2 separate regions of the Gossypium raimondii genome follow, and region 1 is linked to region 2. Evidence: chromatin contacts called from public Hi-C data. All regions are on one chromosome and are shown on one strand. Each heading gives the region's core, a stretch centred on a gene start, on an enhancer-like site or on the middle of the called end of the contact. The rest is flanking DNA. Distances are from core to core; before and after follow the strand shown. Region 1 holds the start of LOC105797717 (probable plastid-lipid-associated protein 11, chloroplastic). Region 2 holds the start of LOC105797779 (elongation factor G-1, mitochondrial).

Evidence for each region. Hi-C and Micro-C count contacts between places; a contact is called where the count stands out from the background.
Region 1: a Hi-C map of leaf shows a contact between it and region 2, with 5 times the contacts expected there. The contact joins the promoter of LOC105797717 here to the promoter of LOC105797779 in region 2. A contact is called at or near these places in 2 of 2 Hi-C or Micro-C datasets (both in leaf).

The regions. Positions count from the first base shown.
Region 1 is chr7:28,013,831-28,020,041 of ASM2569854v1, reverse strand. It overlaps LOC105797717 (probable plastid-lipid-associated protein 11, chloroplastic), which reads left to right and starts at 3,955. Exons shown (of 6, transcript XR_008197723.1): 1 at 3,955-4,755; 2 at 4,842-4,907; 3 at 5,206-5,339; 4 at 5,589-6,211. LOC105797710 reads left to right here. Exons shown (of 9, transcript XM_012627642.2): 1 at 1-203; 2 at 289-355; 3 at 448-525; 4 at 878-930; 5 at 1,685-1,768; 6 at 2,657-2,709; 7 at 2,800-2,864; 8 at 2,955-3,013; 9 at 3,168-3,629. The coding sequence ends at 3,257.
Region 2 is chr7:27,827,545-27,833,859 of ASM2569854v1, reverse strand. LOC105797779 (elongation factor G-1, mitochondrial) reads right to left here and starts at 4,096. Exons shown (of 20, transcript XM_012627705.2): 1 at 3,599-4,096; 2 at 3,293-3,514; 3 at 3,088-3,209; 4 at 2,840-2,990; 5 at 2,304-2,375; 6 at 2,053-2,148; 7 at 1,869-1,957; 8 at 1,720-1,786; 9 at 1,092-1,130; 10 at 929-989; 11 at 637-746; 12 at 471-545; 13 at 306-374; 14 at 84-205. The coding sequence starts at 4,003.

The sequences.
Region 1 (6,211 bases), core at 2,706-5,205, 190 kb before region 2:
CACCATCGCCGCCCAGCGATTTCCCTTCTAAAAGCGAATCGAATGCTCCCGAACAAGTCACTCCATGGATGGATTCCGCTGTGGAGCAAGCTCTTCTATACCAGAAGATCATCGAACAGAACGTTAACGACGCTATCAAAGCTTCTAGATCTCGACTTTCAGAAATTCGCTCCACCTCCTCAGCTCATTTTAATCTAACCATTGTACGCTTCTCTCTCTCTCTTTTTAGCCGAGAATTAGGAGAAGGGGAAATTTATTTTATTTTATTATATACTTTTAAATTGCTAGGAGTCACTTAAAGATGTCAAATCACAACTTGATGTTTACGAGGATTTGGCATTCGGCAAAGTTAAAGGTCTGTTCCGTCAACCCATTCAATCCATGCACGTTCTGCTTGTAACTTGAAGAATTAATTTTCGGTTTTGAGGTTTCACATTTTTGTTGCAGAGGGGATTAATATTGCAGCTTCGAATCCATTGATCACCGGCGGTGCTGCTGTTGGCTTGGGATTCCTGGTACTTAAAAGTATGGTTCCTAGGTTGTATATGCAACAATGGGCATCAATTAAAACCGTCTCTATCCTTTTTGTATATGATGAAAATGATGCTACCATGTAATTGTACGAGCAAATGTATATGCATAACTCGCTATTCATTGAGACTAGCTCTTTCTATGGTCTGGTGTTGTTTGTCATGACCAATTTTAATGATTAGTTTAAGTGTTTTAGAATTGTTAAGGGGTCCTGATAAAGTTGTTCCTTAGAGAACTTGCAGGTTTACGATTCCCAGCCTTGCAAGTGCCAAGTTTGCTTAATTCCTTAAATGACATATTAAGCAATTCTCTTCATCTTCTTACTTCTAGTTGTTGCAATGTCCAGGGCCAAGACATTTACTGTATTACAAGACTTTGCGTCTTTTTCAGAGCGAAGAGGTGAGTTAAATATCGTTCGCCTTATACGTTATGATTTATTGAGTCCCCTTTCTGTCCTTTTTGTTGGTGGGTTTATTTAGCTAATAAATACATATACTCAATTTGGATTCTGGAAGACACACTACTTATTCTCATTTTGGATTTTAGAAAAGGACATGAATGAGATTTCTAACTACATGCAAAAAGTTACCCTCCCAGGACATTGGAATGTTAGGTCTGTATAAACTACAATTTCTCAAAGAGTGAAATCCATACCTACCTGCAACAGAATCTTGAATTCCATTTTCTTCCTGAAAGTTCAAATCTGTTAACCTACTTGCAATCATACACATTTTTCATGGTAAAAGTATGGAAACAATTGGCTATCCCAAATTTGTATCAACTCTAAGGATTATTTAAGTTTGCAGCATAGAAGGTAGTAGAATTTTGATATGTCAAGGGAAAGTTGAAACAGCTTGTTGTAGTAATGTTGGAGGAGCTTTTTCTAGCTTCTTCTTCCATATTGCTTGAATGAATGCCTCCCAAACTGTTTTTTGGATCTTCTATTTCTTTTTGCACATCATGGTCCATGCAGTGATGTTTTTATCAGTTTTTACTGTTTACGACACAATCACTCAGTTCAGGAAGCATCTTTCTGAATTTATTAGATTATTTTGAACCAAAAAAAGAAAGCTCATTATAGTTGGCAACACTCATTAAACATCTTATCAGTTTAAAGCCACTATCATTTATGTCCTACTATTTGTTGTTGCAGTCCTTGATTTCCAAAGCTGATATTAGAGTAAAGGAACTGAGACAATCAATTGACCGTCTCAAGGCTGAAAGTGAGAAGTTAGAGGTAACATTTTCCCCATTAGATTTAACTGATGAAAATTATTGGCAAGCATTCTATTATCATGTGCCTCTGTTGTTTCATGTTTTTATTATTTTGGACATCTGTTCTATGTACAGTGTCTAGCCACTGGTGTATAGTTCAGCATATCTACTCCGTCTTCTAGTGTTGTTTTATAGGCTATTCTTGGTGATGTAAAATTTAGGTTTTCTATTTTATTTTCCCTGATATCTCTACAAACTGGCTGTATCAGAAAATTAGGATTTTGAACCAAGAAGCAAAAATTATCTTCCTCTGGTTTGTGCTGGTTTTTCAATAGCAGGATTTTTTCTGCTTATTGGATTGTTAAATACACTTATCCTAAAAAGTACATAGTTTATGCATGAAAGTTCATCAGTGGTACAGAACTTATACTCTTGGTTTCGGCTGATTCTAGAATTCTTCTGTGTTAAACACATAAGTTATAGCTTTTCTTTCTTTTTTTAATAATAATCTAAAGGTAAGAATGAAATGTTGATGAGAATAGAGAATTCACTGTTTCCTAAGGTATACTTGAGCTGTTTTAATTAGTGCTTTGGGTTGTGTGTTCAATGGGAATCAGTAATCCCCAGGAACTGAAAAGTATCTAAATTGCTGAAATGACTTTTCAAACAGCTTTTATCCAACAAACTGTTCATGCGGTGATGCATATATCCACTTCAAAAGTTTCTTTTTCTTAATATACATCCTGGAATTACATTGACTTCTAGTTCCTATTTGGTAAAACTTTAATGTACATTAGAATATCATTAGGAAATGTGTATTGCACAAATTATAGTGGATCATTTCCCTAGATCAACTTAAGTCCTTTAATCAAGCATATATGAAATATATTTCATAAATTTATGCTTCCAGCGAAGTGCATCAGTAGCCGAAGACGAGCTGATCCGTGGCCGGACAAAACTCAGGTTTGTAATTTCAAATGAAGTGCAGTGTAATGTTAACTTCTGCCTCTTGAGGCTAATTGTTGCCATTGGACATATTCAATTTTGTTTCAGGCAAGCGGGCAAGCAGATCCGAAGTGTAATTCAGTCAGCTTATAAGATTGAAAGACAAGCAGCAGGTATTCAAGTACTTTCTCTCAATTAGGTTCATTGAATTATTTTCAGCATTTGTATGGCTGAGAAAACTTCCTTATATTATGTTGCATCAGGACTAAAAGATACCCTTGGAGAACTTCCAAGCAGAGAAGCATCTCGGTTTCGATCGCAGGTATGTTCTCCGAATATTATGAATGGACTTGGTTTTTGAATATATATATATAAGTATATTGATTGTCATATAATGAAATGCATAGACCATAAACCTGGATGACTGCTGCTGTTTTCCTTGGAAACATTGCTTATATGGAATAATTGATTTGCAGGTTTCCAACCTTGCGTCTCAGGCAAAGCGAGAACGGAATGTTTTGACAAAGGAGGTTTCAAAAATTAGTAATCATGGAATTGCAGTTTGATGCATCTCCTGTCCCTGCTATTTTGTTAAGTTCACATATCACTGTTTTCATCACTAACACAAGATGTTTTGAGTGAATACATTTTGGGTGGAGGTTCTATCATTATATTCAAATTTTAATTGGAGCCTGATGTTTACACGTCGGGGAACATGTATAAAATAAACAAACTTCCTACATGAATTTTAGTATTCCATTTTTAGGGCCTTGGTTTCTGAACTTAGAAGGTCTCAAGGCCTCTTAGTTTGGTCCAATCTATGGAAATAGAATTGTAGTAAACCAGCACGAATATGTCATTAACCCTATGTCTGGGTTGTGAGAAAAATAAATTATTAATCACAAAGGGAAGCAAGTGATATATTATAGTTCTTTCAATTATATCTTTTTCAAAAATAAATTTGAATTAAGTATTTTCATTTTCATATGGTTATATTATTATTATTTAAAAATAAGTTAAAGTATTTGGTGTACTTGTAGTCTGTTTTTATAACTGTAAAATTGATAATTAAGATGAATATTAAATCTTAAATCAGCAGGAATACTTGATTAAAAAGAAGAAGAAAAACACAACATTGTGTATTCAGCAAGTTTCGCGGTAAATCTTTTAATTAGCAAAATTTCACCATCGGCTCAAGTATGAGCTTCTCTTTGTAAAATGTTAAAAAACAGACAGATAAGCTCTAAGCTCACATGCATTTGAAAGGTGAAAGCAGGCAACGACACAGAGCTATGAAGCCGCCATGCCATCCTAGAACAATGTCAGGCAGGAGACAAGCAAGCAAGAAATCGGAAAAAGCCTTCAATTCACGTATAGTATTCCTCGGTTACTGGTGTCGATCCCAACCAATCATAAACAGCTATTTTGGGTTGGCCCAGAAAATTGAAATTGGGAGATTGGACGCCATTGATTACAGTTTTATCCCCCAAATTCCCACTGTGTTTGAACCACAAATTTCAATTTTTTTTTTTAATCTGTTGGTGGTGGCGCGAAGAAATAGAGAAACCCAAGCACCATGTCACTCGCAGCTCTCACTCTATCGTCTCCTCTTACTGTCTCCACTACCACCAAACAAAAACCACGGCCTCCTCATAATCCTAAACCTAAAATCACATGCTCCTCCCTCACTACCCAATCCCAATCAGCCAAACAGCACCTCCTCAATCTCATCTCCGACCAGGAGCGGGGTCTCAAAACCCAAAACGACACTAACAAACGCGATTCAATAATCAAATCCATTGATGCCATGGCCGTTCTGGGCCGCAATACTGTCACCACAGGCGACTCCCTATCCGCCACGTGGCGGCTTCTATGGACTACGGAGAAAGAGCAGCTCTTCATTATAGAGAAAGCTTACCTCTTCGGTACTCAAGCCGGCGACGTTTTGCAGGTCATAGACGTCGACAACAAGACTCTCAATAACGTCATTACCTTTCCACCCGACGGAGTTTTCTTCGTTCGGTCCAGCATTGAAATTGCGTCGTCTCAGAGAGTGAATTTCAAGTAATTACTTCTTCTTCTGCAAAACCTACTTTTCCTTCTTTTCCTCTCGCTTAACGACTGAACAAAATTGGATTTTGAATTTGTAGGTTTACGAGTGCGGTTCTCAGGGGGAAAAACTGGGAGTTCCCATTGCCTCCATTTGGGCAGGGTTGGTGAGTACTTGTATCTTTTTTATATATATTATTGACTGTAGTAATTCTCATTTATTTTGCAGTAATACATAATTTTAGGTCTTGATTTACATTAGGAACTCTGGGTTCCAAGTTTAGCATTTGACAATAAGGTCCACTCCTCCTTGATGCCTTTTCTTAAGTTGCAATTCGGTAAAAACATGTTTAATACTGATAGTGAATATTTCCTTGTGTTTGATGGCAATTTCTTATGGATACGGTTTCCTGTTCTTTTTGAGAAAGCCGAGAAGTGTTTTTCTGATTGTAAGATTCTGTATAGGTTTGAAACTGTCTACCTTGATGATGAGATACGAGTTGTGAAGGATATCAGGGATGATTATTTAGTTGTCGAGCGTGCACCATATAACTGGAAAGAATAAAGGGGATGAACCTTGCCTCTCTTTGTAATCAAATGTGAGCTTTCTAACCCTTTATCTAATTGAAACTTAGTTATTTCTTCCTTCTGTTTGACTTGATGTGAGGTTTTGTTAGAGGCCATTATGAGCTATAAATAACTGGGTAAGAAGTAGTAACTAAAAAAATGTTATTTCACTTTCCGTTCTGTGTTAAGTCAGTATGTACATATAAAATATTCGAGCAAATGCCATATGAAGTCACGAATAAAGGATTTTCCTCCATTTTTCTCTTTATTTTTTTTTTCAGGTGAATGTTGCATGGATGGCCATGCTTTCAAATATTTATCTGAAAAATTCAGGGCTTCTCCCCTGTTCTGATGTATGTTTAACAATATATACCATTTATGTGAATATTTTCCCAACTACTACAACAAAAACAGAGCACAGCCTTATAAGAGCTGATGACTACATGTTGATGCTTGAGAATCCCCCTTTTTTTTTTGTTATATTTTTGCTTCATGCCCATGGGATTTTAAATTCAATTGATTCACCAGGTGCAACAATTTCATATCCATTCAGCTATCAACTCAAGTTATCTTTCTTTTCCTTTTATTAGACATGTTTTCACACTTGCTGTACACAATATTCTACTTTACTCTCAAATTTATGAAACTTTCACTTCGATTGCTTATTTATTTTCTTAGACCACCCTCATGGAAACATATTTTGATCTTTCTGTTTCAAGTATGGACATGTATTAATTGATGAGTGAATTATCTGAGACTGCTTCTTTACTGATTTCATGGGCTTTTTCTCCTTCCATTATTTAGGGTCATTTCAGGAATTAGAGAAAGCAATAACATTTTTAATCTTCCGCATTTAATTATTAATAATTTTCTTTCTTACTTCTAGTTGGAGTTCAACTCCAGA
Region 2 (6,315 bases), core at 2,847-5,346:
TGGAAAGATAAGCACTGCCCCCCAAAAAAAAAACGAAAAAAAAAAGTAAAATAAAATAAGCTACAGACAACTCAGCTGCTTACCCACACACTCGTCCATATTGACCCTGTCCTCCAGATTGCTTCTTATGTAGATAATCAAATTCAGCACGTTGAGTTATAGTCTCCCTGAAATTCACACGAGGCTTTCCAACAGTTGCATCAACCTGCTTTAAGGAACTTGAGTTACTTGAAAAGTGAAAATTTCAATTCTAATATTCTTAGAACCTTTTATTTTATATGCTCAACAAAAGAACAGGTGAAAACCTTGTATTCTCTCCGGATCCTTTCCACATATATATCCAAATGAAGCTCTCCCATTCCAGAGATAATTGTCTATGTAATAAATAAACACATTGTTAGTAAATGACGAAAGTAGTATATAGTATAAGAATAAGAAGAATCATTGAAAACAAATTTTCCATATCACACCTGCCCACTTTCTGCATCCAAGCCCACACGGAATGTAGGATCCTCTCTCTGGAAACGATTCAATGCCTTTGAAAACTATTTCAATGAAACAGGATTCATCATTAGCAAATACCAAAAGATATGAACAAGTGCGCGCACATGAGCATTTATACCAGAAAGCACTCACTTGCCCGCCAGAGTCCTTCGAAACTGGTTGAACAGCTAATGACATCACTGGCTCAGGGACATTCATAGAAGTCATGGTGTATTTGACAGACCCATTTGTAAATGTGTCACCTAGAAACGCAAAACCATACATTATGATAATCTAAAAGCTTTTCAGGCTTTTTTTAAGGGAAAATAATAGTGTTGTATGCTTAACCAACAATCAGTTTGGTATTTTTATTTCCCTAGCATAGTCAAGCTCCTTGAAAACAATTTAAACATCCAAAAATAGTATGAAAAGTGAGTAGTAGGACCTGAAGCACAATCTACACCAAAAACTGCAACTATTTGCCCAGCATGTGCCTCTTGAATGTCCTGCATGCATAAATCCCAAAGGGGAAAATATTAAATAAAACTACTATTTAAAGGTCCCACCATTCGCATAATTACTGAGACTGATGTTAAGAAAAGCCCAACCTCCATTTCATTAGAATGCATCCGAACCAAACGAGGCACCTGGGACAAAATGAAAAATATTTAGCTTGTATTATTGTATACTAAACCCCGAGGATAAGGTTAGCAGTTATAGAGCAAGGGAAAGAGGAGACAAACAAACAAATTATGTTAAAATGAAAAAATGTATTTCAGTGTCATGGAAGTCTATCACATAAAACGGAACACCAAAAATGACATATGTCCTGACTTAACAGAACCATACAATTTATGAACATTATAATTAATAAAAGAACCAATGTTACCCAATTTTGATGAGCAGTCACCTTGCGTATTAGGTTGGAATCAACATGCATATGGAAGATACTTGATCAAACATCATAGGTAACAGCATTTCAAAATCTCAACTGATAGTGTTTTCTATCAAAATCACAAAATGCTAACCAAGAACGCATTTTAGTTTGATACATGAATTTGTGGAGGTCCATCTAACTCAGCTCAAGACCAATTCACACTCACAGACAACAAATAAAACATCCACTACAAAAAACGGGATGTGTTTGCCCAAAAAGATCAAATAAAACAGAAGCTCAAGAAACGGAATGAAAAAATTAGAGCAAGAGAACATGAAACCAAAAAAAAAAAAACTTACCTTAATCTTCTTTCCTGTATTTACGTTGACTATAAAATCACCCTTCCGAACCACACCCTCGTAGACTCTTCACCAATATAAATTATTGTTAGGTAATTTAGCATGAAATACATACGCTACAACAACGGAAAATGATGCAGCAGCATTACCTCAGATATGTTAGCTGACCAAACCGCCCTTCCTCCAACTTAAAAGCTAATGCTACAAGTGGTCCATCTGGGGTTCCAGGCAACATTACCTACAAGAGAATTACAAAAGAATTACATTAAAAAAAGGTTTCTGACCAGATTCAGCAAAACCTTTTTGGGAGGACTTGAAGTATCAATTTTATACCTTTTCTTCATTCTTTGTTTGATCAAGAGCATAGTTACTGACTTCAATTGGGCATGGCAAGTAACTAAGGACACCATCTAAAAGCGGTTGTACACCCTGTGCAGAAGAGAAAGTATCAAATAAGTGGCATCTAATAATCCAACAGATAAATAAACAAATAAAATAATGGAAATTCTGATGGCTGCCTTATTGTCAGAAGTTGGGTGACTGAAATTAATGGGAACCAAAGAACAGAATTAATCATAAAATACCTTGTTTTTGAATGCACTACCCATGAATACAGGAACAAACTTCCGTGCTATGGTTGCCCTACGAACTGCTTCCTGCTCAGAGCAAGCTACAAATTTTAGAACTCACATCAAGTTCATAAATCAAGTAAAAAGAAGCAGCAACATATAGAATTGTAAGGTTAAAACAATAGAAAAATAAATGTTGTGGTCTACACTTGGGTAATAGTTAAGCTAATTTCACATTGTAACATTTGATGCAAGAAAAAGCCTCCATCATCCACCCGTACAGCACATATAGAGTACAATGAAAGACCATTCAACATGAAGGATCATCGTAAATCCAGTGAAAGGCCATCAGCCCATAACATCCATATTCAAATTTCAGAAGCAAGCATGGACCCTGAATATTTGATGGGCATCAAGTCAAAGTGAAGGCAGGCATGCTATTTTCTCTGCCATTTTTTAAATGCAAAAGGGACACTAGATGGGCAGCATCAAATACACTTTCTATCAGTAGAAAAAAAAGAATTAAATAAATCACCAGTCCCCGGACAGACCTCAAGATCAGCAGGGGAAATAGGCTCATCATTTAGAAATGCTTCAGCTAGTTTATCATCCACTTCAGAAACCACTTCTATTAGTTCACGTCTCTTTTCTGCAACTATGGCTTCCATATCTGCTGGTATACCCTCAGACACAACTTTTTCTCTGCAATAGTTATTATATGACGAAAAAGAAAGAACAGGAAATGAAAATGGCTGTTACACGAAGAAAAATTAAGTGAACCAGAGAGATCGAAACAAACCCGCTGGAACCATGAAAATAATAAGCTTTTAGCTGCACAAGGTCGATAAGTCCCTTAAAGTTTTCTTCCAAACCAATTGGAACTTGCACAGCCGCAGTATGATGCCGAAGCTTAGACCTTGCCTGACACCAGGCACAGAAACGATCAGAATGCCACTGTTAAATGTGTGAAGTTCAATAACATCAATTCAGTTACATGAATGTACCTGGTTGAGAACTTTCCATGGATCAGCTCCCATTCGATCGAGCTTGTTAATAAATGCGAGTCTTGGCACCTCGTATCTTCTCATTTGCCGATCAACAGTAATTGACTGACTTTGTACACCACCAACGCTACACAGAACTAAAATGGCACCGTCAAGAACACGCAGCGCCCTCTCGACTTCAATCGTAAAATCAACGTGACCAGGCGTATCGATTATATTAATCTGAAACAGCAGATGGAAAATTTGCACGTCATAATAAGTAACACAAAGAGTCAAATTAGGTCAAATTCAAAATACCATACGAACCTGGTAATCTTTCCAGGTGCAATACGTGGCAGCAGATTGGATAGTAATTCCTTTCTCTCTTTCTAAATCCATGGAATCCATCTTTGCTCCGACGCCGTCTTTCCCGCGAACCTCGTGGATCTCGTGGATCCGGCCGGTATAATAGAGAACCCGCTCTGTCAGTGTGGTCTTTCCCGAGTCGATGTGAGCGGAGATTCCGATGTTTCGGAGTCGTTCCATGGACTCTTTCCACCATGGTTCTTTGTCGTCCTTTGCTCGCGCGACGTTGCCAGCAGCGAAATGACGGACCTCGAAGTTCCCCAGGAGGAGGGCGGCGGTCGGGGAGGGGGAACAGTAGGGCGCCGCTTTGGTGGAGTACAAGGTGTAAAGGAGGCGCGGGACTGCGGATCTTTGGAATCGCGCCATGGTGGAATATGGGTAGTGCTGCTTGGTACGGGTAAAACCCTAAACCCAAAATAAGGGGTTTTTAGTTTCCCGTTCGGGTTCTGAAAATGGGGTGGATCAGGAACAATTCGGATTCATTTTCTCCGGTGGTCGGTTAATTTGGATATTCGTCCGGGCCTATTTGGTGACTTCATTTGTTTTACATAAGCCCATTAGTTCTTGTTCTAAATATGTAGTTGGGCCCTAAAACAATCCAAAAAGAGACCAACAAACCATAGCACAAGGGTCCCAACCTCATATCTCAACTAGACCTGTCCATGGGCCGGGTGGCCCGGCCCGACCCGATGGCCCGCCCGAAATATGGGAGGGTTCGGGTAAAAATATAGGCCCGAAATATGGGCTTGGGCAAAAAAACGAGGCCCGTTTAAAAAATGGGCCGGGCTCGGGCTTAACTTTTTTGGCTCGAGCCCGGTCGGCCCAAATATAATAAATATATATATTTTTTTATTTTTTAATTTTAAAATACTTTAAAAATATTTTTTTATTTTTTTATTTTTAAAATATTTTTTGTGTTTATTAAAAATCGGTAGTAGTGGGCTCGGGCTTATTATTTTTTTCGGTCGGGTTCAGGCAAAATTTTAGGCCCATATTTGGTAGGGTAGGGCCCGCCTAAGAGTTGGGCCAAAAATTTTTTCGGGCCCGGCTCGGCCCATGGACAGGTCTAATCTCAACCATACCACTAAGGTCACGTTTTGAAGCCAATGCCTAAACATAGGTGCTAGCCAATATCATGGCATGTCTCTATTGAAGAAAGAATTCTTGATATCATTTACTTATGCAACAACCAAAAAATAACCAGCACATGAAAGAGCTCCACAACATACACCAAATCTAGCAACCAAAGGTAGTGCCCATTCCTTCGTTGGGTAATAGATGGATACAAACTCAAGCTACTACTTGTTAGGAGGTCGTCACTCCTTATCCTCCCTCATGTCTTTAATGACAATGCTTGAATTGGTCCCCAAAGTATAGTGATAAAGTCCATCCTCCATTTTCTTCTCCACAACAATATGTCTTAGCAGTTATGTAATGATTCAAAAGTCAGTGATGTCGAAAAGTGAGATTTTGGAATCCTGTTTTCATAAACCAGATTCGTAAATTTTTTATTAAATATTTATGGAGTTGTGTTAGAAGTGAATTGAATTTCGGTTAGGTAATTTTTATCAAATTATTGCTAAATTAAGGTGCAGGGACTAAATCATAAAAATATCAAGTTTAATTGTTAATGAATTAATAAGTAGAACTTGATTGAGGGATTTTATAGTAATTAAACCACTATTATAGTGATAGTGGATGGTAATGTACTTTGTAATCGAAGAAAATGTGATAAAATTTTAACAAATTAATTTAATAAATAAAACATAATAATAAACAAGTTAGTGGGAAAAGTAGGTGAAAAAAAACATTTAATCCATTTTCATGCAAAAACCGAATCGAAGAGAAAGAAAAATAGGAGACCAACGACCAAAGGGTTTCAAAGTTTAAACCTTCAATTGGTATGTTCAATTTAGTTTTTTTTCTTATAATTTCTATGTTTTCGGAATCCTGATAGTTTAAGTTAGTTGACCCATGTTGTATTTTTTATACTATTAAAGATTTAGGATGTTACTATTGTTGAATAGTTAAAGTTTTGGTGTTAATTTGATAGATTTTAAATTTAGAGTTGAAAAGGACTAAATTGTAAAGTCAATTGATGATTTTGTGCGATAGGGACTAAAATGCATAAATTTCAAAAATAGTGGTAAAAATGAGAAATAAAAGGTCCTAGAAGTACTATAGTCCCATTCTTAGGGACTAAATTGAAAAAATACAAAAGTTTCATAAATTTACAATTAAGTATGAGTTTGTTTGTATATTGATGAACTGGTATGTTTGTGTTAATCCATAGCTATCATCGACCTGGATTTCTCAAAAAAGGAAGGAAAAGACAAAGTCATTGACGAATAGCTCGGAGTTTACGGTTTGTATTTTTATAACTCAAACCTTTTTCAATTGTTGCATTTACGAACTATGTTGCATAGTAATAACATAAGGTAACCTGGAAATGATAGAACGAGCTAAATTGAATCGATTTGAATTAGTTGTTGGTGATGAGGACTAAATTGAATAGTTTTAAAAATATGATATAATGTTATAATTATGCAATTGAATTCAATTGTGATGAGTTATCTTGTCACATATGTAAATTGATGATTGGTTGATGATTATGTTGTGGACTTTAGAAATTGATTATTATAAATTGAGATGAAAAAGGATATTAAAGTTTAATGATT